2 separate regions of the Mus musculus genome follow, and region 2 is linked to region 1. A link is a contact called in public HiChIP or PLAC-seq data. All regions are on one chromosome and are shown on one strand. Each heading gives the region's core, a stretch centred on a gene start, on an enhancer-like site or on the middle of the called end of the contact. The rest is flanking DNA. Distances are from core to core; before and after follow the strand shown.

What was found. HiChIP or PLAC-seq counts read pairs in DNA pulled down with a chosen protein or histone mark.
Region 2: a contact with region 1 is called in an H3K27ac HiChIP or PLAC-seq map of VIP interneurons, with 3 times the contacts expected there. The contact joins two enhancer-like sites. A contact is called at or near these places in 1 of 15 datasets of contacts at CTCF or cohesin (the NIH/3T3 cell line), 1 of 484 Hi-C or Micro-C datasets (the HPC-7 cell line), 5 of 115 datasets of contacts at active chromatin or transcription factors (VIP interneurons, bone marrow-derived macrophages, differentiating embryonic stem cells and 1 more) and 1 of 9 other capture datasets (embryonic stem cells).

The regions. Positions count from the first base shown.
Region 1 is chr5:75,258,622-75,262,394 of GRCm38.p6, reverse strand. No RefSeq gene overlaps it. Among named protein-coding and RNA genes, the nearest start is that of Mir7025, 84 kb to the right of the region's middle. Within about 2 kb of position 1,899, at least 13 of the 459 cell types and tissues checked have an H3K27ac peak or open chromatin away from gene starts, as enhancers often do. A contact at or near this core is called in VIP interneurons, where this site is marked.
Region 2 is chr5:75,844,123-75,847,895 of GRCm38.p6, reverse strand. No RefSeq gene overlaps it. Among named protein-coding and RNA genes, the nearest start is that of Gm32727, 130 kb to the left of the region's middle. Within about 2 kb of position 1,710, at least 5 of the 459 cell types and tissues checked have an H3K27ac peak or open chromatin away from gene starts, as enhancers often do. A contact at or near this core is called in VIP interneurons, where this site is marked.

The DNA.
Region 1 (3,773 bases), core at 650-3,149:
ACACACACACACACACTTTTAGCAAATATAAATAGATAGATAGATAGATAGATAGATAGATAGATAGATAGATAGATAGATAGAGAAAAAGACACTGGAGAGATGGGTTGATGGTTAAGAACACTTACTGCTCTTGCTGGAGAAGAAGGTCCAGCACCTATCAACCAATATGGCAGAGGGCCCAAAGCCCTCTCTGGCCTTCTCAAGTACTGCATGTATGCAATGCACATACATAACATGCATGCAAAACACACCTATGCACATGTATTCAGTGCACACATATAGGGTACAGGTAAAACACATATAGGCACAAAATTAAATAAGTAAGTATTTTATAGAATATATTCTTCATCTCAGAATTTTTATGAATTTAAATCTTTCCTATTTATTTACTTCATGTGTATGAGGGTTTTGCCAGCATATATGTATATGTACCACATGTGAGTGTGATGCCCATGGAGGGCAGAAGAGGGCACCAGATGCCCTTCCCCGGGCTTTCACATGATTGTGAGCCTTCACATGGGTTCTGGGAACTGAACCCAAGTCCTCTGCAGGAGTAGCAAGCAATCTTAACCTGTGAGCCATCTCTTCAGCCCCGGAATCTTCACTAATTTAAAGGCAGAGTCTCCCCCCTCTCTCTCCCTCCCTCCGTCCGTCCCTCCCTCCCTTCTTCCTCCTCATCCTCCTCCTTCTCCCTCAACCCCTACTCTCCCTGCACTCCTCATTTTGATATAGTGAGGCTTACTCTCTTTAACATTGAAATGGTATGGTTATGGTTACCTGTTTTCCCAGCACTTAGGGGACTAAGGCAGACTCATTGGAAGTTCAAGGCCAGTCTGATCTGCACATGAGCTATGGAGAATACTAGGTTGTTGTTGTTGTTGTTGTTTTCATTTTTGTGATCAAAGTACCTGGCAGCAGCAAGGACAGTGTGTTTTGGCTCATGGTCTCAGTCCATCACAGCAGGAAGGCATGTTGGAGCAGCTGTATCCATGGCAACGGGAATAGGAAGCTGATCAGACATCAACATGGCTCAGACAGGAATCAGCTAGATAAAAGCCAAGGGTAGGATAGCTTTCACAGTCTTGCCCCTGGAGAGCTGTTTCTGCCAGTCAAGCCGGAATCCCTAAAGCAGCAGAGCTCGGCCTTCCTAATGCTGAGACCCTTTATTTAGTACAGATCCTCATGTTGTAACTCCCAATCATAAAATTATTTCCATTGCTACTCTGTAACTATAATTTGTAATGAATGTAAAGATCTGTGTTTTCCAGTTGTCTTAGGTAATTCACGTGATAGGGTTGTTCAACTCCCAAAGGGGTCACAACCCATAGGTTGAGGGCCACTACCCTAAAGGCCCTACCACCTTCAAAATGCCAACACAATGGCTAGGGGTATAGCTCAAGTGGTTGAGTGCTTGCTTAACATTCACAAGACCCTGAGACATTAAACCTATGATGTCTCACCATAGTGGTCCATGCCTGTAATCTTGAACTTGAGAAATGGAGGAAAAAGAACCAGGAGTTCATGATCAGATTGTGCTACGTGGCAAGATCAAGGCCAGCTTGGGGTACAAGAGACCTTGTCTCAAAATAATAAAAAAGAGCCCCATATGCCAGGGAGTAAGTATTAAAAACATGAGCACATGGGAATGGCAGATAAAGAGATCTTGTCTAGAGAGGGGACGAGGAGAAAGAGAGAGTGTCTAGCCTGTTAAAAGGCAGGCACGAGTCTTGGTTGGGTTTGGTTTTCTCTGTCTCTTCAGCAGTGCATTGCGGGAGCTTCTGCTGAGATTTGGGAGAGAAGGAGCTGCAGAAGCCACACACCAAACAGTGAGCAGCACACCCTGTGTGGAGCGGCGACAGAATCTGTAGCGGGGAAAGCGCTAGCACAGGCTCAGCTTTCCAAACTTCCTGCGGCTGTTTATACCTCCAGGCAGATGCGAGGCGAGCGTTCTATCTATAGCTGTGCTTCAGCAGAGTGCTTTCCAACTCCAGGCTGCAGCCAAAGGCTGGAGGTAAAACACAATGGATCCCTCCCCACTTCCCCCACCAAGGAGAGAATGTTCTTTTCAGCTCTTTAAATCAGATCCACAATCATTCAAGAGCCAGGTTCTTCTCCAAACCATGGCTTCCTCTTCGGTGGGGTGAAACTAAACACTGGATAAAACAGATATGCGATAATAAATAACTCAATGCAGATTTCAAGGCTCAAGGCTGTGAGATCAGAGATATTGCCCTGATACAATAATGCCTTGGTTTCAAAGGCCTGGAGACCTCGTGGCGACCTCTGTATTTAAGGAGTTCAGCATACTAACTAACCCTCAACCCTCACAATAAGGTACTCTTAACACTAGTCTCAAAACCCGAGAAGACATGACTGTCTGGAATATATTTGTTGGGGTGCCAGAACCCCTGGCAATACTATCACTGTCTGTAGCCACTTATACATATCTATGCCCCCATGACCTCAGCACCAGCTCCTTTTTTGCAATCTCTAAAATTATGGAACAACACATAAGGCATGTATTTAACGCCACTGTAGACCTCTCCGGTGATCTCCAGCCTTTTCTTCCCTATTCTGTCAATGGCGGCTCCATCTGGTCACTTAAACCAAAAGCCTTGGCATGTTCTTTGACTCCTCCTTAACTCCCAACCTATAATCTCAGCGCACCCTAAATCGGATTGTTTCCTGCCTTGTTATTACTGTAGGGAACCTCAGAGTCAGCTCAAAACACCCCAAGACCATGTTCTCAGCACAAAGGAGGTTTATCTACCCCAAAGGGACAGAAGGCAGGGATAAAGGACAGGAAATAGAAAAAGAGAAAGAAGGGGAAGGGAACAAAGGAGAGAGAGGAAGGGGAGAGGGGGAGGGGCATTTGTCCTGGAGGAAAAAGGACTGTGCCTGGATGGAAGGAGACAGACTCAGGGCATAAGGAAATGATGGTTTATAAAGATAAAGGGAGAAACCCTCTGTTAGGATGAGGAGTTTAATTTTAACTGTGAATGTTGATTAGGTGAGCCAAAGGGGGCTTTTGATTGCTGGACTTCAATACTTTAATGGCTGGACCCTGATAGCCAGCCTCAAGAGGAGGATTTGGCCAAATAAAGAGAATAGACCTTGGTGAGTAGCTTTAGAAATGTAATCTAACAGTTTTTAGCAAGGCAGAGGGAACTGGGGAGAAGGTCAAGGCCTGCCAGACGCCAGTGGCTCACATTGCAGCTGCCTAAAGTCCCTTTAACTATGACACTCTGGGCTATCACACTGAAAGAATGCAATGGACATTAGTGGATCAATGCCCACTGATGGGATGCTGAGAAGCATCCTGAGGTATACATATGGTAGAGGCCCCACCGTCACCATGGAGAATCATCCACAAGGCCAATGCTTCCACGGAACAGGCCCCACCATCACCATGTCATCCCCAATGTCAGTGCTTCCAGTGAGGGAAACTGGTCCCCATCCAAACTGTCCCTCAGCTGAGTCCCTCAGTGGTCCCTAGATCCCAGCACAGATATTCTTTCTTTTGTTTTGTTGGTTTTGGTTTGTTCTGTGTTGTGGTGGTGGTAGTGGTGGTTGGTTGGTTGGTTGGTTGGTTGGTTGGTTGGTTGGTTGGTTGTGGTTTTGGCTTTTTGGTTTTTTGAGGTAGGGTTTCTCTGTAGCCCTGGATGTCCTACTTCTGTTAAACCAGGCTGGCCTCAAAAACACAGAGATGCACCCTCCTCTACCTCCCCAGTACTGGGATTAAAGGCGTGCGCCATCACTGCCCCCTCCAC
Region 2 (3,773 bases), core at 461-2,960, 590 kb before region 1:
GACAGCTCATCTGAGGTCGGCGCAGTGGCCCTAGCTCACCCTGTGAAATGACAATAGCATGTAGCTGTCTACAGTGTTGGGGACATAAGGAAAGTACTAAAGTGTGAAGAGTGGCCAGGCTGTGTGCTCCTTGCTTGTTCCTGATACCCTATACCCTCAGACTTTATTTCCTGTGAGCTTCCCAAGAGGGGACCAGGAGATCCCAATGACCTGGGATTTGGGGATTTGTGGATCTGTTTGGTTAGAGGAGCTGAGGTGGCAGGTTTGATGCCAGAGGCCTGGCTTTGGAGTCCTCAGCCCCTGGACAGGATCCTCTTCATATGCTGTAGTCTCTGAGAAGGTATCACAAGTCTGACTCTCTTGACCTGCTATCAGCTGGTGAGCATCTCCACAAATAGCATTTCAACACCTCCCCCTGGATGCGCCTGGGAAAGACCCTGGGGATAAAGAGGTGGCGAGGAAAGGTCTCTGACTTACAAGCCTGTGCTCTGTTGGCAAATTGTAGCTCGTGGTCAAATCCAGCTGCTCACAGCATTTGTCTGTATGATTTACCAGAAAGCTGCCATTCCGTTTGTCTGGCCCTTCACTGCGGCTGTTATGGCATGGGAAGTGCAGAGAGGACAGTTTCAAGAGCTGCTATGGTCCATGCAGCCTGACTATATATCTGGCCCTTTACAGAAACAGCCTGTAGACCTCTTTCAAGTGGGTTCTGAGTCTTTCTTGGAACCTGAATCTGAGAATTATTCTCTTAAAGGCCAGTTCTGTGAGGGCTTCTGGGAACTGTGTTAATGCAGAAAACTCAGGTGACAGAGGACTTGCACAAGGAAGGGAGGGGACGTCCAGCTGCTGTGAGGTCATAGTCTATGGCTGCTGCTTTCTCTGTCAGCTTAGAAATGGGGTCTGCCTCTTCTGATCCCGGCAAAGTGAGAGAGCAGAGGCGGCTCCCATCACCATGGCTGGTTCCCCGAAAGAGGAATTTAGGGCTCCCTGACCATGATGCTACCACACCTCTCTTCCCTTATTGTTCCGGGAGGTCCTTTGCCTACCAGGTGGCCAGAGTCTGATGTGGTACCCAGCTGCCGACTCGTTAGGTCCTCTGGGTTTTCCGATGACAGCAGGCAATTTTGTGTCAGCTCCAAGGAAAACTTTTGCTGCTGCAGCTCCCCATAGACACAGAGAAAGGGGACAGGACAGAAGTTTGTGAGGCTCCCTTGATTTTCACAGGAGAGATGTGAGAAGCCAAGGATCAAGGCAGACAGGAAGCCCCTGTGCACCAGCAGCATTCCCACAAAGACACATCCACCGCCTTTTCACTGGAATGCCCAGGTTAGCTCACACTAGCAGGGAACCCTGGCCATATAAGCGATCCAGTAAGTCACTGTGCCATAAAGCCTATGATCTTCTAAGAAATGCAATGACTTGGACCTCAGTCTTCATGTGGATAATGTGCTGAAACCATCTATAGGATTTACTCACTCAGGCTGACATTGTGACATCACCTCACAGAGACCTGGCCAACTTTAGCATCAGTGAGTGGTACCTCTTTGACAAAGCCATCTCTGACCAGGAGTGGTTCTGGGACCTCGATGCTAGGAGTTGTGAGGAGGAATCTCCCACAAGCTGTCATTCAGTTCTCAATGGAGAGGGTAGGGGAATCATACAGGGCCTCGCATTCTTCCTCCTGCTCCAGTGTTGTCATGGAAACATATTCAATTCATCTCAGCAAATATGGGCAGTGAGGAGCAAGGCATGTCCCTACAGAGGCTGGAGGGATGGGGCTGCAACGATGACTGTGACAATGGTTGTCATTGCCCTCAAAGCCACAAAGCAGAGACAGGAGTAAGGAGACAATCCCTGAAGTAAGGTGGACAGGAGGGGGCCATAAAAGGAATCACCGAGTGACACGTCTGGGTTTACATCTTACCTCAGCCACAACAGATAAAATAAATTGTTGCATTCATTAATTAACTCATCTGAGAAGTATTGATTGAAGACTCAATGGGTACCATATAGCCAAGATTCAAGGATGTATGGATAGCTTAGCTTAAAGGAGGTAGCCTTCCTTGTTCTGGTGGAACTTACATGTTCTAATGAAAGGACAGAAATAAAACATGGGAATGAGTTTCTGAGGGTGAGGGGGCTAAGAAGAAAATAGGCAGATGGGCAAGACAGCTCAGCACGGTGGCGAATGAAAAGTGAGGAGTGCCAACTTATGAGAGTGTTGGGAGGGTGTGATAGGGCAGTATGTATGATGGATTTCGGGCTGGAGTGTAGCTCAGTAGGAGATGGCTTGCTTAGTATTTCTGAGTCCTTAGGGTCCAGCCTCACCTGGGTTCTATTTCTAGTGCCAAGCACACACACACAATCTATTTAACTCAAAGCCTAGCTGGAGGGAACTGGTCTTCAATATTATTTAATAGAATATTAAAACTCAGGGAGTTGATCTCTCCTGATGGATGTGAAGTGAGTGTTAGGTAGTAAGGGGCCAGAACTTGACCCAGCTCTTGCCAAAGAGTAAAGTTCCAGGGAGCAACTGCATGGTTGATGTCTCTGCTCTTGGCTCCTACATATCCCGGGTTTTCTCTCAGATGTCTACCACATTGAATTAGAACAACACGAATGTCTCTCTCTCTTCTAATCTACAGATTACATAAAGAGAAGGACAAGCTCCCTTCTCTGATAGTTAAATGAGATATGGCATTTCACATTTTGCATGAGCAAGCCTGTACGAATGAGGCGCAGAGGCAGGGCACCAGAGGCAGGAAGGACAGTGTGAGTCCCGGACTGTTTGAAAGGAACAGGTAATAGATCAGCCATGTAAGAACCCTGGGGCCCAGGGAGGGAAGTGCGTGGACTGAGATAGACCAGCGAGGACAAGTGACCTGAGATCGTGAAAACTTGATGATCCCAGATCACACTGGGAAACCGTTTCTGCTTTTTCAAATGCCTATAATGGGAGGTGAAAAGAAATCCTGGTCTCTAGAGGACATTGTAGGGATGAGGCCAGCTTGTTGTGGCTACCATCACACTGTCCAGGACCCCACTGTCCTGTCACTACTACATATAGGAGCAGACTCCTGAAGGACATATCTGTTCAGCTATTAATCATAATAGAAGATATATACTTGGTACTTATGACAGTCAGGTGTTTTTGCTAGACATTTTTGTTGGTCTTGGTAACATCCCTACAACTAAGAGTTCTTACCACTCTTGTCTAACTGTGACAGTCTGAGGCTTATAGGTGCTAAGTAAATGACCTGTCCAAGGTCACATAGGTAGGAGCTGGCAGAGCCTGTATTGACTCTAGAGCTGAGGCTGTTCACACTCTTGGCATGATCTTTTTACGTCCCTCAGAGGTATATGGTAAAACCTTAACACTTGGGGTGATGGTAGTAAGAATTAATGCTTGAAGAGGTGACTGTGTCATGAAGGTGAAACCCTCTGAGAATAGTGCCCTTCCAACAAGGCCCTGAAGAGGTAATTTGCTTCTATTGTGCAAACACAGCTGGAAGACATGATTTATGAAACAGAGTAGGCCCTCTCTAGATGCCAAATCCTCTGGTGACTTAAGCTAGGACTTCCAAGCCTCCAGAACCGGGAAGAAAAAGATCTTTAAATCAGGTACTCAGTTTATGATATTTATTATATCAGCTTGTGTGCAAGACTTGAAGACTGCTTTCCCATCTGCCAAATTATGTTTCATTATTGCCTTGCCCTCTTCTTGGCAGCAGAGGCAGAGGCAAGGACTGAGTACCCATGCTTCCTTTGGGAGC